Regions from separate parts of the Mus musculus genome. Here region 1 is linked to region 2. A link is a contact called in public promoter capture Hi-C data. All regions are on one chromosome and are shown on one strand. The core of a region is the stretch at or near the end of the contact, and the rest is flanking DNA. Distances in the headings are between cores, read along the strand shown.

Region 1 (4,055 bases), core at 1,261-3,760, 3.6 Mb after region 2:
TGAGTTCAGCAGAAAGTTACAAAACACTCTGCAGGTTTACCTTGGTTCATTCCACAAGTGTATATTTTGTTTTATTTCTTCAAAACTGTTGCTCAGATCTTTAGAGTGATAATTTAGTTTCCTAATGCCCTCATCCCCTGTGTGTGTGTGTGTGTGTGTATCCACAGATATTTATATTGGGGAGTTGTATATGTGTGCATGAGAGGCTAAAGGTCAATTAGTGTTTTCCTGGGGAGCTGTCAACCTTCCTTTTTTAGAGAAATCTTTCATAAATATGCAGCGCACGTGATTCAGGTAGATTGGCTGGTTTGCAAATCCCTGGGCATCTTGCCTTCTCTCAACTTTCTTGGTGCTGGAATTACAAGTCCTGGTCAGCATTTATTTGTTTTGTTTTTAAAGATTTATTTTACTTATAAGTGTACTGTAGTTGTTGATAGACACACCAGAAGAGGGCATCAGATCACATTACGGATGGTTATAAGCACCATGTGGTTGCTGGGAATTGAACTCAGGACCTCTGGAAGAGCAGTCAGTGCTCTTAACCCCTGAGCCATCTCTCCAGCCCCCCTGGCCAGCTTTTAATGTGGGTCTTGGGGAGCAGATTCAGATTTAGTGGTTTTTTTTTTTTTTTGGTTTTTCGAGACAGGGTTTCTCTGTATAACCCTGGCTGTCCTGGAACTCTCAATTTGTGTTTGTAGACCAGGCTTTCTTTGAACTCTTAAGAGTCTGCCTCTGCTTCCCAAGTGCTGGAACTAAAGATGTGTACCATCACATGCTTGAATTTTTTTTTTTTTTTTTTTTTTTTTTTGGTTTTTCGAGACAGGGTTTCTCTGTGTAGCCCTGGCTGTCCTGGAACTCACTCTGCAGAACTCAGAAATCCGCCTGCCTCTGTCTCCCAAGTGCTGGGATTAAAGGCATGTGCCACCACTACCTGGCACATGCTCAATTTTTACCTGAGCTGTCTCTCCAGCTACTGATTATGGTGATTTTTTTTTTTTTTTTGGACTGGTTGTTTTCTGTTACTGCATATTGAACCCAAGGTCTCCCAAATGCTGGGAAAGCACATGACCACTGAGGACTCAGGCCATCTAGAGGATCCTTGTGCCCGCATTTGCCCACCCTGTAGCCTTGCTTTCTTGGTAGCACAGTGATGAAGTTTACATTATTGCCCCCCTCACTTAGGTCACCAATTCTGTGATATAATGCATGCTAGGAGGTAGCATGTGAGAGGGAGAAAGGCCAGTGGGAAAGGCTCTGCTACCTAACTAAATGCTCAAATGCTCAGTTCAATAGAGTACAACTCTTTTTTTTTTTTTTTGGTTTTTCCAGACAGGGTTTTTCTGTAGCCCTGGCTCTCCTGGAACTCACTCTGTAGACCAGGCTAGCCTCAAACTCAGAAATCCACCTGCCTCTACCTCCCAAGTGATGGGATTAAAGGCGTGCACCACCACAGCCTGGCTATTTTTTTTGTTTTTCGAGACAGGGTTTCTCTGTGTAACCCTAGCTGTCCTGAATTAGCTCTCTACACTAGTCTAGCCCTTAATTCACAGAGATTCTCCTGCCTATGCCCCTGGAGTACTAGGATTAAAGGTGTGGACTACCACCACCCAGTTCAAATTTTCCTATTTTTAAAATTTAAATATTTACGTGTATGAATGTTTTGTTTTCATATGTCTGTGCACTACATGCATATGTGGTGCCTTTAGAGGGCAAAAGAGGGCAGAATTCTAACGAATCAGAGTTACACACAGACATGAACTGCCTTATGGGTTATGGGAAGTAAACCCAGATCCTCTTGAAGAGCAGGCAATAAAGAGCAACCAGTGCGCCAACCATTGAACCATCTCAGAAATCTTCAAGATGTGGTCTCTCTGTAACTCTGGCCGTCCTGGAGCTTGCTTTGTAGATCAGGCTGGCCTTGAACTCAGAGATCTACCTGCCTATCTTTCTGGAATGCTGAGATTAAAGGCGTGGCTCGCCACTGCCTGGTGACATTTCCCTACTTTAAAGCTTATGGTAACTGATTCCCTGCCTTAGCCAGTCAGCACACGTACAGCTTTGGGATTCCTTTTTCCATTATTCCAAAGTTTTCATGTTGACTTTTGCGTTTCCCTAGGAGCAACTGATTTTTTTAAAAAAACAAAAGTAAAATTGCTTCTTTAGATTGCGGCAGTTTCTTTGGTGCAATATTGAATTTCCTTTGTTAATAGGTCTATCAAAGATCAAATCTATAGCATTTTCAGAGGCTGCATAATTTGCACACTACACTTACTAGGGCAGGACTGCTTTTTAGATTCCGCACTCTGAGCTCCAGGCCGGCACTTCACTTAGCACTCACGCGCTCAATAAATGCTTGCGCAAAGTATGAATGAACTAAAGAACCGCCAGAGCCTCAGAGGGGGTCGGCCTGGGAGTTCCAAAGTTCGGGAGGGGACACGGGGGCGGGCAGTGGGTGTCACGTGATGGGGCGGAGCAAATCCCATGTGCTTCCCCGGCGCCAGCGCAGCTCCGCCCTCTGCGCCGGTCACGTGGGGCGCTGGCTGCGCCTGCGGAGAAGCGGTGGCCGCCGAGCGGGATCTGTGCGGGGAGCCGGAAATGGTTGTGGACTACGTCTGTGCGGCTGCGTGGGGCTCGGCCGCGCGGACTGAAGGAGACTGAAGGTAAAGCCGCCATGTCCGGGCCCGACCCGGCCCCCCACCCCTCCCCCCGCATCCGCCGCCATCCGGGCCGGGGCCCGCCACCCTGCGCCGACGCCCCGGCGCCCCGGCTCCGAGCCTGCGCCCAGGCCCTACTCGCCAGGCCGATCCCCGGCCCACGTGTGCCGGGCCGGGCCCGGGTGGGGGTGGGGAGCAGGGCCCGGGCGGGGAGGGCGCTGGGGTGGCGGCGAGACAGTCACCTCCGCCCGGCCTGGGCCGCGGCCCGGCGCAGGCTGTGCGGCGCAAACCCGCCACCCCCTCCCCCTGCGGGGCCCGGGCGGCCGCCGGGAAGTGACACGTTGTTCTTTGGCACTGGCCGCGTTGCGCAGAGCTGGGAGGCGGCGGCGGCGGGCAGGGAGGAGCCCCCAGCCCCGCCCGGCGGCCGACCCTCGCCTGCCCCGAGCCGGCTTTCGCGGCGGTCGCCGCCCGCCCTGCTGGTGCGGCCGGACTCGCGCCCTTCCTGGCTTGTGTTCCCGGGCGGCCTCAGGCCTCTCCGGCCCCGCGCGAGTGCCCCGCGGCAGGCTTCGAACCCGGTGTCCCCGGGTGGGGGGTGGGGATATCACGGCCGGAGCAGCCGGCTTCATTTGTGATCCGGGAGCCTGGTGCCAGCAAGACCTGGAATTTCCGGTCTGGTTGGTCTTGGGCCCCGTGGAGCCAGGTTGATACCCCTCACCTCCCAACCCCAGGCCTTCGGATGCCCAGAACCTGTAGGCCGCACTGTGGACTTATTCTTAACCGAGGGGGTGAGTGAGGGGGCTGTTTGAGCAGGCAAGGGTGGGGTCAGGGTGTTGCAGTGTGCTGGTGGGGTCCTCAGGCTGTATGTTTTCTGTTTCTGCATTCACTTGGCACCTCCCTTAATCCGTGTTGGCCCTAGCTCTTGATACAACCTTTCCCCCAGCCCGTTTGCCATAAGCTTGGGTCCTTTCCTCGTTCCGAGCTCTGCTCTTTCCAACAGGTGCTGGGGGGACCCTAATGTGGCACCAAATGAAATGAACAAAGCTCCCCAGCCCACAGGCCCCCCACCCGCCAGGTCCCCTGGACTCCCACAGGTAATCAAGGCTAAATGATCAGGACTCCGGCGGGGTGGAGGTCACGCAGCTCCCAGTTTTCCCACCCCCATCTGTGTCAGGGCAAAGTGCAGCTGCCTGCTGCCAAATTGAGATAGGGCCCCTGGCTGTCCCTGGGGCTGTCACAGGGAGGGAACATGTGGACTGCTGAGGCTGTTACTACAGGTCTGCTCCCCATACTTCACCAGCTTGGGTTTAAGCCCCACCCAGGCTTCCCCTCTTGCTGAACTCTGGTCTCTCCCCTTCAGCCAGCGTTTCCCCCGGGGCAGACTGCACCGGTGGTGTTTAGCAC
Region 2 (4,538 bases), core at 1,686-4,185:
ATGCTATTGCAGAAGACCAGAGCTTCGTTCCCAGCACCCACTCTCCTCTGGACTCCAGGGTACCCACATTCATGTGCATGTACTCACGTAGACAAATACACACACACACATACATACATACATACATATAAGTCTTAAAAAATAGTATGAAAACAGATTTTTTAAGATGGATTATCAATGAGGACAACACACAATGACCTCTAGTCTACAAACACATGCAGGGCCTTTTTGTTGTTGTTTGCTTTTTTTTTTTTTTTTTTTTTTTTAGATTTATTTATTATATGTAAGTACACTATAGCTGTCTTCAGACACTCCAGAAGAGGGAGTCAGATCTCATTATGGATGGTTGTGAGCCACCATGTGGTTGCTGGGATTTGAACTCTGGACCTTTGGAAGAGCAGTCAGGTGCTCTTACCCACTGAGCCATCTCTCCAGCCCTGTTGTTTGCTTTTTTGAGATGGTACTTCTCTGTATAGCTCTGGCTGTCCAGGAATTAAAAGCATGCACCACTATACCTGGATTCACATAGCATCTTTTGATATTATCAAATCACAAATCAATTCCAGCACTGGTGAGGCAGAGGAAGAAAGATCTTGAGTTCAAGACCAGCTTGAGCTACATAATAAGACTATCTTTAAAAGAGAAAAAAATATATATATATTTATGGGGCTGGAGATAACAGTTACGAGCACTGGCTGCTATTCCAGAGGACCCATGTTCCCAACACCCACAGGGCAGCTGACAGCCATCTGTAACTCTAGTTCCAGGGGATCTAACACCCTCACACAAACATACATGCAGGCAAAACACCAATGCACATAAAATAAATCCTTTTTTCTACAGCCTTGGCAACTTTGGATATTAACCTTCCTTTTTTCCTCCTATAAAGAATAAGGTTGCTGGGCAGTGGCAGTGCACGCCTTTAATCCCAGCACTTGGGAAGCAGAGGCAGGCGGATTCTGACTTTGAGGGCAGCCTGGTCTACAGACAGAGTGAGTTCCAGGACATCCAAGGCTACACAGAGAAATTCTGCCTCAAAAAAAAACAAAAAAAAACAAAAAAACAAAAAACAAAAAAGAAAGAAAGAAAGAAAGAAAGAAAGAAAGAAAGAAAGAAGGCTATAGCACTTCCTAAGGAAAAGGCCTGAACTTGAAAGAGTTATATTTTTAAGTATTCTCCTCTAAGATGGAAGTATACTGTACTATGTTGAGTATATGTCCTCTTTTTATCAACTATGGACCGTCTCGTTATCTACTATAATGTCAGTGTTCTGGATAGCTCTGGATCACAGGAGACAGCATTCTTCAGGACCACCAGCATCCCCTTACCTGGCTTCCTGCCACCATAGAAATGAGTGTACTCAGCACAAGTGATATACCTGAGGAAGACAGAGCATGTGTTACTGGGTCCTGCCACGGACAGGACAGAAGCTGTAAAAGTAACTTATGACAGAACGCCCACTCACTTGTCAAATCACATTAAACATCTGCATTGTGTGGCACATAAGAAGGACAAAAGATGGAGAGATAAAGAAACATCAACAGCACCTTGTCCAGAAGGAAATGAACTGGACTTATAGACTATCTGACAGGAAGAGCTAGGCACACAAAGCTCTGGGGAAGCCCTTTACAGGAATAACACTTACTGAGGCTGGAACAGGACAAGCTGAATCTGTTCCAGAAAGGAGACAGCAGAGGAAGAGTGTGATGAGGTACGTAGCAGCAGAAAAAGACACAGAAGCAAGGACAGCGGCCGAGTCAAAAATGAGTCAAAGATCAAGGAGAGTACTCTCTATTTGCCTAAGTGTGATGGGAAGCTGGTGGGTGATTTTGAGCAGGACCCAGACATGATCTAACATAGCTCCAGTTGCTCTGTGCGGTTGTTCTTCTGTTAGGATGAGAATTGTCTTCAGTCTATATATAGTAAATCAGGGACCCACTATGTAACCACTGAGCTAGGATAAGAAACGGCAGGCTTAGGTGTGAAAATTATCAAGTTCCCTTTTAGCATACTAGTTTTGAAAAAGCTGTAAGTTTTCCAAGTGGAGAACTGAGTGAAAGCTGCTGACTTAGTGCAAGAGACTCTTTGAACAGATCCACCACAGGGATGAAGGAAACACCCCCGAGGTCTGGGACAAGGGGAGGGGAAGCCCAGCAAAGAGGAATGAAATAGAGATCATTCGCAGATTAAATTACTAAGCGCCAAGCCTTTAATCCTAGCACTCGGGAGGCAGAGGCAAGGGGATTTCTGAGTTCGAGGCCAGCCTGATCTACAAAGTGAGTTCCAGGACAGCCAGGGCTACACAGAGAAACCCTATCTTGAAAAACAAAAACAAAAACAAAAACAAACAAAAAAAACTACTAAGCGCATGTAAGATCTCACTAAAGGCTACTTTTGGAAAGGGAAGAAGCCCAAGGACTGAAAAGCTGGATACTAGATCTGGCAATACAGAAGTCAAAGATATCCTTGCAAGCAGCTAGGGGCGGGGAGCATCTGAAGAGACAACAGAAAACAGAAAGTACAGCAGCAGCAAATGGGAGGGGAACATGGAGCACGACCCGCCTATCTTCAACTTGAAGGCTGTCGCCTGTGTGTAGGCTCTCAGACTAGAGCCAGGACGAAGCGGACAACCAACTCAGGGGCAAAACTCGTTCGCAGAAAGGCTAGGGGTAGGGAAATCCCGGAAGTTAGTTAGTCCGGCGGTAGAACGCCCTGGCCCGCGTAGGCTGCACTGAGGGACGAGACCGCGCCTGTGAGAGCTGAGGCTTTCAGATGATAGCCTTCAGCACGGCGACGAGCTGAGACGAGAGACGCGACCCAACTTACATCTTGTCCTTCTGGTGCTGTCGCTTCCCCATGGTGGCAACAAACCGAAGAGACCACAGCAGACACTGACTATGGCGCCTCCGCTTTCTCAACTACTTCCGGAGATCGACGCACTGGATCCCGGAAGTTGGAAGAAAGCATTCTGGGAATTGTGGTTTCCAGGTGTCCAGGTGCTGGGTGCAGGCACCGTGCTAGGCTGAAGCTTGCTAACTTTGAGTAGAATCCACTTTTCCTGTCTCCCACCATACTGCGTTGCCTCCCCCAAGCCCTCAAAAACTTTTCTATGCACTGTCTGGCTACTTGTTCAGTCCATGCTATGCTAGGCAGACTCACTCAGACTCACCTCCTTTGTATCTAAAGATCTTCAACCTTTTTCACCTTCTCTAAAGCCATGTCCATGTGTATACTCAACTCTTCTCTCGTTCGGTCCCCACGCCCTTCAGGCCCATCAGCTGGCAGATGACCAAGCCCTCTCTGCTCCTTCTGTGGCCAGATCTTTGGTCTGGGTCTCATGTGCCGGGAGAATGGGTCCCAAGTCTCCTTTTTTTTTTTTTTTTTTGGTATTTCGAAACAGGGTTTCTCTGTGTAGCCCTGGCTGTCCTGGAACTCACTCTGTAGACCAGGCTGGCCTCGAACTCAGAAATCCGCCTGCCTCTGCCTCCCGAGTGCTGGGACTAGAGGAGTGTGCCACCATGCCCGGCCCCAAGTTTCCTTTTTAAAATTGTGTGTGTGGTTAAATAGTGGCCATGCCACAAGTGTAGAGCTCAGAGGACAAGTGAGGAGTTGGTTCTCTTTGCCAGACTTGCACAGCTCTTATTTGTTAAGGCATCTCTCCACCCTAAGCTGGGTTTTTGTTTGTTTTTGTTTTTTGAGACAGGGTTTCTCTGTGTAGCCCTGGCTGTCCTGGTGCTCACTCTATAGATCAGGCTGGCCTGGAACTCAGAAATCCACTGCCTCTGCCTCCCAAGTGCTGGGATTAAAGGTGTGTGCCACCACCGCCTGGCTGATCAAAGAATTCTTAATTTCCTTGTTCCAAATCTCCACTTTGATGCTAAATGGTATGTTCCATACCCTAACCCTAACCTCCTGATAAGATCTTCAACCAAATAATTTTAAGATGTCTTGTCAAATTCCTACATAAACATAAAACATTAGAAACCCCCTAGCCTTGCAGTTTGGGGGATATTAAAAAAAAAAATTCTCCTTTGAGACTATGCTCTCAAATCCTACTTTAGGGAGATAACCCTGTCTAACTGAAAATGCAACCAAAAAATCTGGGTCACTGGTCTGATTCTCATTTGGCAGGATTAACAAGGACCACCATCCACCCAGTTAGCCAAAGGCAGTCATCCTGTCAGCTTCTTACTTCATAACTTCTGCCTTCCAAATAAATCTTACCTCAAAAGATCTTTTAGCCCAGTATGGTGGTGTACACTTGGGAGGCAGAAGCAAGCAGATCTCTATGAGTCTGAGGCCAGCCTGGTCTACAGTGAGTAGAGAAACCATGTCTCAAAAGCAAATCAAAACTAAACAAAACTACCAGTACTTGGGAGGCAGAGGCTGGTAAGTTCTGTAAGTTCAAGTCCTCCTAGTCTACATATTGAGTTACAGGTCAACCAAGAATATACAGTGAGACCAAAACAAAACAAAACAAAAAAACACTTTCTTGGCCACCCCACTCACCTCTCTCATAGTTTATCATAATTTATAAT

What was found. Promoter capture Hi-C pulls out the DNA fragments that hold promoters and counts their contacts.
Region 1: a contact with region 2 is called in a promoter capture Hi-C map of cranial neural crest. The contact joins the promoter of Eif4g1 here to the promoter of Ppil2 in region 2.

Annotation. Positions count from the first base shown.
Region 1 is chr16:20,670,217-20,674,271 of GRCm38.p6, forward strand. It overlaps Eif4g1 (eukaryotic translation initiation factor 4, gamma 1), which reads left to right and starts at 2,511. Exons shown (of 33, transcript NM_145941.3): 1 at 2,511-2,660; 2 at 3,652-3,745; 3 at 4,012-4,055. The coding sequence starts at 3,686.
Region 2 is chr16:17,108,317-17,112,854 of GRCm38.p6, forward strand. It overlaps Ppil2 (peptidylprolyl isomerase (cyclophilin)-like 2), which reads right to left and starts at 2,936. Exons shown (of 21, transcript NM_001252444.1): 1 at 2,827-2,936; 2 at 1,329-1,378. The coding sequence starts at 2,858.